Regions from separate parts of the Anser cygnoides genome. Here region 1 is linked to region 2. A link is a contact called in public Hi-C data. All regions are on one chromosome and are shown on one strand. The core of a region is the stretch at or near the end of the contact, and the rest is flanking DNA. Distances in the headings are between cores, read along the strand shown. Region 1 overlaps LOC125182190 (a long non-coding RNA gene). Region 2 overlaps RASSF7 (Ras association domain family member 7).

Evidence for each region. A called contact is a pair of places that touch in the nucleus more often than the background predicts.
Region 1: a contact with region 2 is called in a Hi-C map of liver, with 1.9 times the contacts expected there. The contact joins two enhancer-like sites. A contact is called at or near these places in 2 of 7 Hi-C or Micro-C datasets (both in liver).

The regions. Positions count from the first base shown.
Region 1 is chr5:20,982,992-20,989,168 of Taihu_goose_T2T_genome, forward strand. All of the region lies in intron 1 of LOC125182190 (a long non-coding RNA gene), which reads left to right. Among named protein-coding and RNA genes, the nearest start is that of EGLN3, 17 kb to the right of the region's middle. Within about 2 kb of position 1,595, at least 2 of the 3 cell types and tissues checked have open chromatin away from gene starts, as enhancers often do. A contact at or near this core is called in liver, where this site is marked.
Region 2 is chr5:20,590,888-20,597,078 of Taihu_goose_T2T_genome, forward strand. It overlaps RASSF7 (Ras association domain family member 7), which reads right to left. Exons shown (of 7, transcript XM_066997356.1): 2 at 1,837-1,990; 3 at 16-920. The coding sequence starts at 1,939. Among named protein-coding and RNA genes, the nearest start is that of RASSF7, 13 kb to the right of the region's middle. Within about 2 kb of position 2,949, at least 1 of the 3 cell types and tissues checked has open chromatin away from gene starts, as enhancers often do. A contact at or near this core is called in liver, where this site is marked.

The DNA.
Region 1 (6,177 bases), core at 345-2,844, 390 kb after region 2:
AGTTTTTAGTTTCAGCTAAACTTTTCTAAATTGTCTAAAACCACCATCCTTAGAAACAATCCCAATGACATGAATTGATCTCCTCTGAGTAATGGAGGCTTTAGCTTGTTCTTGTGCAAGTTGTATGTTAGATTCTCATTAGCAGAAACACACAATAATCGGTACTTCCATTCCTCAGTAGGCCTCCTGTGCTTTACTGTGTTTCGATCCATAAAGTTAATTCACTCCACTTAATTTCTTTTGCCAAAAAATGTCTTCTTCAATCAGCTGTGTTACACCATGAGTTACCTATCAGCTCTACAATAAATGTGTACTTAAGGGTCATGATCTGCCTCTAGGAACGGTGCAATGACTCTTATGCTTATGACCTTCCCTTGTGAAAGTAGTCACATTAATGTAAATGGGAATGTTGCCTGAAGAGGAGCTGAAAAAACTGAGTGAAGGGTCAGGATCTGGCTGGTGTGATGATTCATATGCATTGGGTCCTACATATACATCCATTCCAGCTGTACCACTGGAATTTAGGACATCGTCTCAATCACTTTCTAATGGTGAAGAGTGCAAGACATGCTCCTCTGCATGTCCTTGTACTAACAGGCAGTTAGATATATGCCTGCCATCTGTGAATATGCCTGGAAATATTTTTTAGTATGACACTACTAAAGTGTCATACTAAAGATTTTGTCATAAGTCTCAGCTAATAATTAAAGAGTCATTATAGTTATCTCAGGTTCTACGAGAACCACAGTATTCTGCATAGAAAAATGTTTCAGTTTAGTGTTGGGGTACTGAGAGTCATCTGTTTCCAGTACATCATCAAGAACATTTTCTTTCAGCCTACTATGCTGCGCTACCCTGGGATTTATAATAAGGCATATCAAGGGGCACCGTCCTGAGGCAGTAATGGACTACAGTTTCTAATTTTTGCCTGGGACTTACATCAGGAAATTAGTATCTCAGTGGCTGAATATCTCTAAGTTTATTTTTGTGTAATGTAAATTGTATCCTACTTCTGATTCTTAACCCCACCATTGTTATGAGGCATGTTTTATAGAGAGGAAGGTCATACAAGTTCTGACAAAGCAGCTACGATGCTTTGCTTTATTTGCAGGCATTAGGGTTAGTGTGGTTTATTTTCTTCTTATGATGCAGTGGGATGAAGCTTATCATTTCTAATGGGTTGAAAGGTCTTGTGTATTTAGAGCACTTGGAATATGTCATTGCACGTCAGATCTGTGCCCTTTCTGGTTATTTTAAATCTGTTCCAAACCATCAGGTTCCTCTTCTTGGGATTACCCTAGTTAGGGTTTACTGTTGATTATATTGTGTAAACACATTGCACCAGATAACTCCCATTCAGAGAGGGGGAAAAAAAAACTCTCGAAGGTTTTAAATTGTAGAATTTGTTAATGCTGTTTTGTCAGAAAAAGCACAAAGACAAAAGGTTTCTGGGGCAATGAGCTGGGGTTATTACTGAGATCCAGTGCAGCAGCTGATAGGGCAATATGCTCATTGGCTGGTGTTCCCCTTCTGAAGAGAAGCTGGGAATATTTTTCTAACTCATCCATTATTGTGAAGGGAGGCACCGTTTTGAGGATGAAATCCAAAACTTGATAGCAAAATTCCTGCTCAGTGAAATATTTTTTTCTCCCATGCATATTTTGCTGTAGATAACTTCTGTATAGTTACACACAAGTTCCTGCAAAAGATACGTGCCTTTCCATGGAAACTTTAAAGATACAGGACAGTATGAAGATGAATGCTGCAGGAAAAACAACGAAGTCCCACATATGAATAAGTAATGTATTCCTAGAACACAGACCACCAACTTTGAGATCACTTCATTATCCAAGCCACATTCTCCCAGTGGAATTCCTGCTGAGCAAAAGGATTTTCAAGGAAAGCTCTTTGCAGCCTCAACAAACTTCATCATTTTAGAAATGACACTTGTGTCTGAGTGCTTTCCAAATGAAAGGAAACAGAAAAAAAAAGTCTCAAGACGTTTTGCTTACCTGGTGCATTATAGTTAATTTTGCCCTTTTTCCTGCATTTTAGTTGGGCAATCAGTTTCTTGGGAAGTTTTGTGGGTTTTACAAAATGTGAAATCATGTGTTGCTATTTATAACTGCCCTGGGTTGTGAAAGCAGATGATTTATCACAGAGCACAGAGGCTGATGTAAACTGTTTGCAGACAATAGTGTTGGGTAGAGGGATAGTGGAAATGTCCTTTCTACTGCAACGTGTAGATTTTCAGACCTGCAGAAGATGCAGAGTGTTGTGAAAGGACACAGCAAAAGCATGAAATGAAAAGAGCTGTGTGTGTAATGGACGCTATGAGTCACATCACCTGTTAGCAGTTACAGCACCTGTAAGTAGATCAGATCTTGAAGCTGAGGTAAATGGCCACCAGTGGATATTGTGTGGGCATCGGTCAGGTGTCAACAGCTAGGGAGAACTCAGATCTGCTTAGCTGTGGTTTAGCTGTTTGGCTCTGCCCTGCAGCAGGGGGAGGCAATGGGTGACCTCCTGAGGTCCTTTCCTGCTCTTATTACTCTAATTCCAAAAGCTAAATGTAAATAGCCCGTGTTAAACCAAAAAAGCCATCAGGTGAAAGATGATGGCTCAGACAAAACCACTCGTAGCTCAAATGCTTGCTTTTGTTAGTGTAACCACAACAAAGCTGAAATAAAATCAATGGTGCATAGAAACATTTATGAAGGAAAACCTCAGTCTCACAATTATTTCTTGTATTAGTGAAAGATAATGGAATAAATGTGGAAATGGATGTACTTACATGGGAGAGAGAAAATAAAAAGATACTTAAGTGAAATACTGCCATTTTGTCAGTTTGGCTAATTGCCATACCAGTATGAACACGGACTATAAAAGCAGCACTGGCAATTCCTTCATTGCTTGGGTGCTTGAGCTCTATGAAGTAAGTATGTCATGGCGTAGTTATTACCTATTACTGCTTATGTATCATTGGGGAAAGCAGCAGTCACATTGAACTAAAATGGGAGTAGAAGCACTGGCCACTATAATGTCCATACAAAGTAATGGTGTATGACATAGCAAGTAATTCTAGTCGTTTGATAACCTTCATGAGTCAATAAACATTCAGGTGACAGGCACCCAGCAATATGCCCCATAACATACCCTACAAAGAATGAACAACACAGCAAATATAGCTGCAAAATAAGGTGTCTTATGATATGAGGCACACTTCTAATGCTGAAGAGGGCTTGACTGGACTAGTACCTGCATGGAAAAATCCAGAAATGTTCCTGTATATCAGGATATTTGACAAATCTGCATCAAGCGTGGTGGCTGAACAGTATTTATCCCCCTGTATGGATGCTCTTACTCGGAATGAAAGTGGCTTTAACATCATTTCTTCCCTTAGGGCTAGATTCAAACAGGGATTTAGAAGTGTATAGCTAGAGTTATTTCAAGACCAGTGTCTCAAGTGTAAGGAGCATTACCTGCTAGACAGTGATATCTTTCACTTGACAAGTAAGACTGAAAATATTTGGACTCTTTACAATTTGAGTCATTTGTTTTACAAGTGTTCGCACTTGCCCAGGCTAGATTCCAAGCAGTAGTAAGAGTGGATTTAAGGAAGGGGATTTGGAAGACGAGACATGTCCTCTTGCAAAGACTCTTGATAACCTGAATTTAATTCTCTGCTTAAACTTAGCTTTTCTTTGTCACCTTGGCATGTCAGAGTTTCTCTCTTCTTTCTTTGAGTGACTGGAGGATTGGGAATAACTGCATTTTTCAGAGAGCAATCCTATGAAGGCATCTTCAAGATCGTCAGGTATCTATATGGGGGGGGAGGGGGTAGGGGGGCAGAAATAAGGACCTGAAAGAGCTGAGAGCCTGGGCTCTGTGAACGATGTTGCACAGAGATGATAGTGGAAGTGGAAAGTTAAAAAGAAAAAGAAAAAAAAAAAAGAACCATGGGGCTAGACAAGTATATGAACTACGTTAGGGACAGAGAGAAAAAGTCTGTGGAGGAGAAGAGACTACAGAAGCTGACAGGTGGCTGCTTGAGTTTGTAAATGATAGTAGAGTTCTTCCAGTGAGCATGCTGGATCTGTCTCTCCCTGTGCCTTTTATAGCTCTGGAACTAATTTTACAGATTAACTATAGTGTTTGTCAACTCCGTGTATCTGGCACTGAATTTGTAAATCCATCCTTTCTATTTCAGTCAGGCATGACTGGGTGAACAACCTCTCTAAGTCAAAGAAGTGGCATGAATAACTCTTCCTTGAAATAAGGTCAATGTTATCCTCATGTGACTTGAGCTCTGTGGAATGATCAAAGACCTACATCAACCTGGTGCTATTAGCAACACTGGATGCAGAAAGATTTTGTCATAAGTCTCAGCTAATAATTACAGAGTCATTATAGTTATCTCAGGTTCTACAAGAACCACAGTATTCTGCATAGAAAAATGTTTCAGCATCAAATTCACCTTAGGATGCAAGAAATTTTAGGTCATTACAGAAAAATCCCTGTGTTATGCCCAATGTTCTGCTTTCATAGTGAACATTTACTAAAATGTTTCTAGGATGCATATTCTTGGTCTTTGTCACTGTAAAGCTAAACTTTTTCTTGTCACATTAGAATGCAGTTTATGGAATTTTTGTTTGGTTTTCTGTTCCTTTATAAACTTCTGACTTCCTACTCCAGTATATAAGACAACTGATTTGAACTGCTATTGTCAGCTACCTTTGCTATACAAATGGTATTTTAAATATAAAAAAATGGTAATGGTTGTCGCGGCCTGTTGCTCTTTTCAAATAGAATCAGAAGCAAATTTGTTTGTTTTTTAATATGCAATCTTAATCTATCTTAATTTAGTGTAGTAAACTTTGCCGTACCACAAAAAGAAATGGACAATTCTGTACATTTTTGTCAACAAAATGATGGAATGGCACCATAAAAATAGTGCCCATAAAAATAGCAAAAAGCATTATATCCTGCTAGTGGAAAATGACAGTACCTTTTGCGAAATTATCTCGCTTACAGGTTTCTTTGATCACTAAAAGTATTCTGGATCAAATAGTAGGTAATCTCTTTAGAGTTTACCAGTTTCGCTGCCATATTATATTTCTGCTTATCTGTCAATAGGTGTTCAAGATCTGCACTGTGTCTATCTCTATCTACTTAGAAATGATAAGGTAGGTGTTTTTACACTGGAAGACTATCTTCCTTATTTATTTGTAACAATTCTCAGCATAAATTAAACAGTATAGGTAGGAAAACTTGTTCTCATATATACTTTTTTTTTTTCATTTCTATGTATAATATTAAGTCTATGCTATATGACTTTTACAAACATGCTGCCAGTTTCAAAAACGTAGGATTTTAAAAATAGTTTGTGGAAAGCTTATGGTATACTATCAAATCAACATGAACATTCTCTTTACCGTACAGCCCCTGCTGTTTAGCATGGACTAAAAAGACCCTACTGTTATTAATAGTATCTCAGTCCTGCTCTTAGCCCTGAGTGCTTAGTGCAGGACCTGGGATATGGGAGCAAAATTCCTTTTCCATTCCTTGCCTAGTCAGATAGATGATGGTCCTGGCTGATTGCAGGGGTATGGCATATAGGGAATCTCAGCCTTGCAAGAGAATTCAGAAAAAAATGTTCTGTACTATAGATTTAGTGAATCTTCTCAGATTACCCAAGAGAAGCAGACATCTAAAATACCAGCCTATCTGGCAGATAACTGGGATGATTGGTTGTGAGGTGCTGCTCTGTTATGGGAACCATTTTTTAATAACTTATGGATCCATCTTCGCATTTGACTCTTCTAGTTTACCAAGTTTACGTCCAAGAAATTGAAAGGAATATGGGTTTATAGGGTTTGCTGATTTTACAATACTTGTTGATAAACTGAAATGCAGGTGTTTTCATTCCTGGGATGTGGCAAAAGTAATAAAAGGCTTGATTTGGCTTTTTTTTTTTTAATTACTGTTTTTGGATGAAATCTTTTTTTTTTTTCCCCCTTGTTGCATACATACAGCTAAAATATTTATAAGTTCCCTTTCTCAATGGTGGCCAGCTATTTCCAGTGATAGTAATCATATTTTCCTTTTTATTTATTTATTTTAGTCTAGTGGATTGTACAACTCTGGTTTTTCTTTACAGTCTTTCTAGGCATAGCT
Region 2 (6,191 bases), core at 1,699-4,198:
TCTGGCCGTACCTACCTGCAGGGACCTTTCGGCTTCCTCCAGGGCCTTCTCCACGCTGGCCAGGTTGCTCTCCAGCTGCGTGCCCTGCTTGACTTTAGCTTCCAGATCCCTTTTCATTTTGGCAGCCATGTCCTCCAGGTCCGTGGGGCTCGGCACAGGGCTCTCCTTGCCCCTCTTGGCCCTCTCGGCCATCTCCCACTGGATCTCCTTCTGCAGGGCCTCGGTGCGGGCGCTCAGCTCGTAGATCCTCTGCGTGTACTCCTCCAGGCTGGCCCGCAGGCTCCTCACCCGCTCCTGCCTCTCCCGCTCGCACTCCTTCTCCAGCCGGAGCTCGCTCTGCCAGAACTCCTCCTCGCCCAGCTCCGTCTCGTTCCTCCGCACCAGGTGCTCCAGGTAGAGGATCTCGTCCTCCTGGCTGGGGGCCCGGCCGTGCTCCCAGAACCGCAGGTCCGTCTCCAGGGTGTCCCCGTGGGCCTCCAAGGAGTTGAGCTGCTCCTGCTGCCGCAGCACCGTCTTAAACAGCTCCTCCTTGGAGAGCTGGCCGGCCCCGCTGTCCTTCAGCTCCATCCCCTCCCAGGCGTGCTGCCTCCAGCGGCTCTTAGCAAACAGCTCGCCGGAGCCCATGGGACCCAAGTTGAAGGTCATCGATTTCTTGGGCTCCCGGGGCCGGGGCGCCTCAGTGCTCACGGTACGGGGCTTGATGGGCAGGCTGGCCCGGATGAAAGTCCTCTCGGGAGCCTGGGGAGCGCCCTCCGAGGAGGGCCGCTCGGCCACGCTGGGGCCCGTCCGCCGCAGGATGAACTGCACGTCGTTGGCATACTGCCCGCACTTGGCCAGCGACTCCAAGGGGCACTCGAGCGGGAGGAGCTGCCGCTCCTTCTCCCGGAGCTTCTGCACCAGGACGTAGCGCCCCGTCTGACCTGAGGGCAGGACACAAGCACGTCACCCGGGGGGGAAGCCGCGGCCGGTGACGTCCCCGCTGCCCCAGAGCTGGACCCTGCCCCCAGGAGGTTCCCTCTCCCCAGGAAGCACCCAGAGGTGCCCCTACCCACCAAGGATGGGGCATTTTTGTTTTGCTCTGGACACCAAAACGAGCGAGAGCATTGGGGGGAGGATGGTGCCGGGGAAGTGGGGCGCACCCCGAAACCCGCACAAATTCATTTTCCTCCCTTTCCCCTTCCAAATCTTCCCACCGAATCTCCCACCCATCACCCAAATCTTCCACCCATCTCCCCAGGGACACCCAACAGCAGGAGCAGCTCGCCGCAGAGAGGACGGCACGAGTCATCCCCCCGTTAACGGGGTCCCGTGCTGCCCCTCTTTGTAGGATGGGGCATCTCTCTGCAAAGCTCAGCGCCTCCGCGGTCGAGTTTTGCGTGTGAAAAAGCTGAGGACACCAACTGGAGCTGCCCTGCTGTTCCCTCAGCCTGGAAGAACGCACGCCCTGGAGAGCGGAGGTGGAGGAGACATCAGCCTGCTGTTCTTTTTGGAAGGCGTGCAAGAGAAATCGGAGATACGAGGGCTTTGATCTACAGGGCTCGATCTCAAACCTGGCACAGAGGGGAAACGTCGCAGCGCAAAGCCTGCGCGCTAATAGGATCGCAGCGTTTTGAAACTGAGCCACTAGAAGGCAGGATTGACCACAGGCGAGAGCACGGCAGGCACCGGCATCCAGGCACCCTGTCCACGCCGCTTGCAAGCTATTTATTTTGGCCATCTCCCCAGCAAGCCTCTGTGAGGAGGGATATAAACACACGGCCGTGCCAAACGGAGGGCAAGGAGTTTGGTCGGGTCTTGAGAGCTCCGCTTTAGCTCGCTCAGGTGTGCGCCGCTCACCTATGGCCCGCGCCAAAGCGATGACCACCTCCTGGCAGGTGGTTTGCTCCGAGACGCCGCAGACCACCCGCTGGATGCCGTCCACCCACACCTTCAGCTCCATCCCCGCGGCTGCCGGGCCTCAGGCACGCTGGGGCATCGCGGGACGCGGTCCCTGCGGGAGAGAAGACACGAGGAGTCAGTCCTGAGCCTCTTCTAGGGGCGATGCTTTAACAGCCGCGCTTTTAGGTCTGCCGGGCGCCTGGAACATCAGCCCCCACCCACGAGGTGCAGCCGGAGCCAGACGCTTGCTGCTGCTCGCAGATCAGATTTATGGTGTTATTGCTAAAATACCGGCGTTCACCCGCAATAAAACCCTTCTGTCTCACCAAAAACCCCGTGCACAGCTCAGGTCTGGGCAGCGGGTCCAAGTCCTCCCCAGGTGAGAAGCACTGAGGTTTGCCCGTGTGCATGGTAGGCCTGGGCAGCCAGGAAACACCCTGCCTACTTCTGCTGAGAGCGCAGCCTTTTAATGGATTTGTTGGACTTTCGCTGCTATTTCCCTAACAATTTGGCAGTGCGGCACTGGGGATTTTCCAAACAATATCTAAAAGGCAGAGAAGCCTCCGGCCGCCCTCCCGCCCACCCTTCCCAGCTGTGCAAAGGGAAATTGAGAGGTGTAGATGGCGCACGTTGTGCTCTATTTGCCTTCCCCTCTGTTAATCTGAGAGGGATTAAGAAATGGGAAAAATTAACTGCAGCAAAATCTCACTTAGCACTCCTGCCTCTTCCAGCAGCCAAACGACCACAAGTCTTAACAAATGAAATTAAATCGACGTAATCTGCAAAGAACTCAGATATCTGGGTTTATTCTGGTTGTAAACACTCTCAAAATGTTTTTTCCTCCTATGTTTTTTTGTGGAGCCTTCAAGCATCAAGCCTGTCTGAGGGACCTGGGCAGAGGAAGGTACAAAGGGTCCCAAACTGCTTTCCAAACCTAGCCCAGCTCCCAGTTCCCCCCGTTCCCCAAAGTTTGGGGACACGCCACGACCGCTGCCGTCGCCCCAGGGGTGCCTGCAAGGAGCAGGCTGAAGGAGGAGCAGGTGTCAGCGCAGGGAGAAAAGATTTAACTTGAGTTAAACACCTTTTTATTTTTTTATTTTTGCCTCCTTGAGGAATCAAAGCAAGGGCTCAAAGGCTCCCACCCTGAGCAACACAAGGCTTTAGCCGTGACACAAGGCAAAGGAGAAGCCTAGGAAAGGAAACAGTCCCACGGTGCTGTTCCCACCAGGAGACCTGACGGTGCTGGGGCAGAACGACTTGTTGGAGAACAAGCCCGAAAGCCAAATCCATCCCCCGGGGAGCACTTGGGAGCAGCTGATCCAACACCAGCCTCCCCATCACCCGCAGCAGCGTTATCGATCCCTCACTTCCAGATTTACCCGCGGAGCGCGGCGGGGACCGAGGGCAGCGGGTGCGGAGCAGCCGCCACGGGCACGATTATTTGACTCGGCAGCGCCGAGGGGGAAAACCAGCAGCAGCGAAGGAGCTCGGGCTCTGCCCATTTCTCCCACCAACGTTCCCTAAATGCTGTATTGGCGAGGTGGAGACCAGTCTCATTTCAGAGCATGGTTCTGCCCCGCTGCGTGGCCGCAAACTCCCAGTGAAACCGGCGCCCGCCCCCGCCATGGAGCAAAGTTCAGCGTCGCTGCCGAGCTCGGGCACCACCCGGCTGGGTTTTGCCACCCCAAAGCCACCATCGTGCCGGGACACAGGACCCCAGCGCCGGCACCGGGTGGCAGGGTGTCCTGGAAAGCGACGTGCCAACTACTGGCACCGCCAGCGCCAAAACCGCCCGTGGAGCCGGGCTTTTCCCCACCCCGTCCTACCCCACAGCCCCGGCGGAGGCCAGGAGTGGGTGGTTTGAAAATAAATAAAAGCAGCCGGCTGTGTTATGAGAAAAGCAACGGCCTCACCTCTCCTCGCACGAAACGACGGCGGCCGCCGAGACGAGGGGTGACGAGCGATGGTCGGTCCGGGAGCGGGACGCCGCGGGTCCCGCGTGGGCGAGAGGCTCCCGTTTGGGTGCAGAGCCAGCCTCTGGCAATCATTTACCAGCGTCCGGCCCACGGCAAGTGGCACGTAACCGAAAGGCAGGGAGCGGCAGCAGGCGTTTTTCCTCCTCTTACGGAGGAGTTTCGGCTTTGAGCTGCCCGTGGCGACACAGGGGCTCAGGTATGAATGAGCTCAGCCCCGGTGTCGCATCGCTGCTGGAGGGAGAACCGAAGGAGGAGAGCGTTTTGTACCAAAAACACAACACCAGCTGCTAGCAAACCGTGCGGTGCCGGGGAAGTGCCCGTGCGTAATGCGGCTCTGAAGCTTATCTCGTGGAAATCTCTTAGAGGCTACTTGGGAAAGCGACCCCTTGAGTCTCCCCCGGCAGCAATGCAGGGAGCAGTGTACATCCAGGGAGAAACAAGCTCACTGTCGGCTCTCAGGGACAGCGATTTCTCAGCTCTCCCAGACCACGCTCACCCTTCCTGGCTTCTCCAAACCCTTTGCATCAGCACCGCCAACATGCTGCAACCCTGACCAGCCCCTTGGCCTCTCCTCTCCCTGAAAGTTCACTCCAGACTTGGGAAAAATAAATAAATAAAATTGTTTCCATAAGGATGCACAGGACATTATCTGCTCTTTCACTGCAGCGTTATCTTTGCTCCTGTAAAAGCTTTCAAAAACACAAACCTCCACCTCATCCCAAAGCATCGCCTCCTTTGTAGCCGCTGCTGTTAAATTCCTCGTACAAAGTTATTTGCCTTTTCTTAGCTGTAAAAGTTTTTTCCCTTACTGCCAAAAGAACGTGCGCGTATAGCGATTAGAAGGCCATTCCTCCATGTTTTCCTCCTTTATCTTTCCATCTTCTGATTTTTTTTTGGAAAACTGATCTAAGTAAGGAATGCTGCACGCGGCTTGCTCTGGGTATCGAAGCCCTTCTGCGCACCTAAAGTTAGCCGGTTAGAACCGCTGCTCCCCGGGGGGAGGCCGCCTTCCAGCTGCCCCCGGTTGCGCTCGCAGTGCTGCCGCCATCCGAAGCCGCTTTGATCACGAACCAAAGCGCAGGCAGCTGTAGGGCCTCGCCGGCCACCCCAAAAAAGCACAGGGAAACAAGCAGGTGGCTGCTGCGCCGGTGCGAGGACGCGTGACAGCCGCTCCCACAAGCTGCTCTTATGTTTTACCCCCCCCCCCCGTGTATTTCTAAGTCATTTTTATTGGAAGCAGATTAACGAAGTGACTAATTTTCTGCTCCCTTCCCATGTGATCGGTCCTAAATTGATGGTATGGATGATTCACACAACTTCTTCGACAAATTTCCTAACTGGGAGTTGGAATTTCAAATGCTGGCACTGAAAAAAAAATATAAATTAACACTCCCAGATCTTACAGCTTTATTTTTTGCTGCATCTTAGTCTAAATTGGAAAAAAAAAAAAACAAGCTCAAAAAAAAAATGTTCAGACTCGATTTGAACAAAGCTGCAACCTCACATAAATCAAGGCTGCTTTTAAAGCTCAGGGTTTGAAGCCAGCTTTGGGTTACCTTGATTAAAAGAGGGAGCAATCAGTCCTCCTGCTAATCGAGGTGTTTCGCAGCAACCGGCTCGACACAGCTCTGCAGCAGAGGCAACAACCAAATTTTAAGCCTCACCCTTCAGCCGGCCAAGCTTGCTCCTCGGAGCTGGCAGTGGCAAGGCCGAATTTGGGCAATCGGGAGGGAGATGGGCAGGCGTGGTGGCTGCAGGTGCTCCGAGCCCCGGCCAAGAGCAGGACCTGCTACAGCAGCAGGAGGTGGAGGGGTTATTTCTGCAGGTGAGAGGATGCACGCTTTGCATAGCTGGGTTTGGTGCCCTGCAGACGAGCAGGGCATGTCCCAGCCGGCTCATAAACACCCCACGGGTGCCTGCAAGAGCCTCGTGACCTGAAACATCATGCGGCCAGCCAAGAAAATCAGCTGGCTGCCCCGATTACAGAAGCACGTACCTCCACCGATTTGCAGGGATCCATCCTGTCCCCGGCAGGGGCTCCCAGAAGCTGACCCAGCACCTTCTGGCCAAGGCTTCCAAGTTCATTTCAAATGCAAGCACCTTTCTCCCTTAATTTTTCACCCGTAAGAAAAAAATGTCTGCTTAGAAAATACCAGTTTTGCAGCCAGCAGCTGCTTTTGGCATCCCAAATGCCTTCCCCAGGCACCACGTGGTTTCCTAAGAGGACACAACACCTCTGTCCTGCAGGCTGAGCCCCTCCAGGCTCCGGGGAGAGCCTCCTGCAGACACCCCCAGTTCACTGTACTGGCACGGAGGGAAGGACCGGGAGGGGACCTC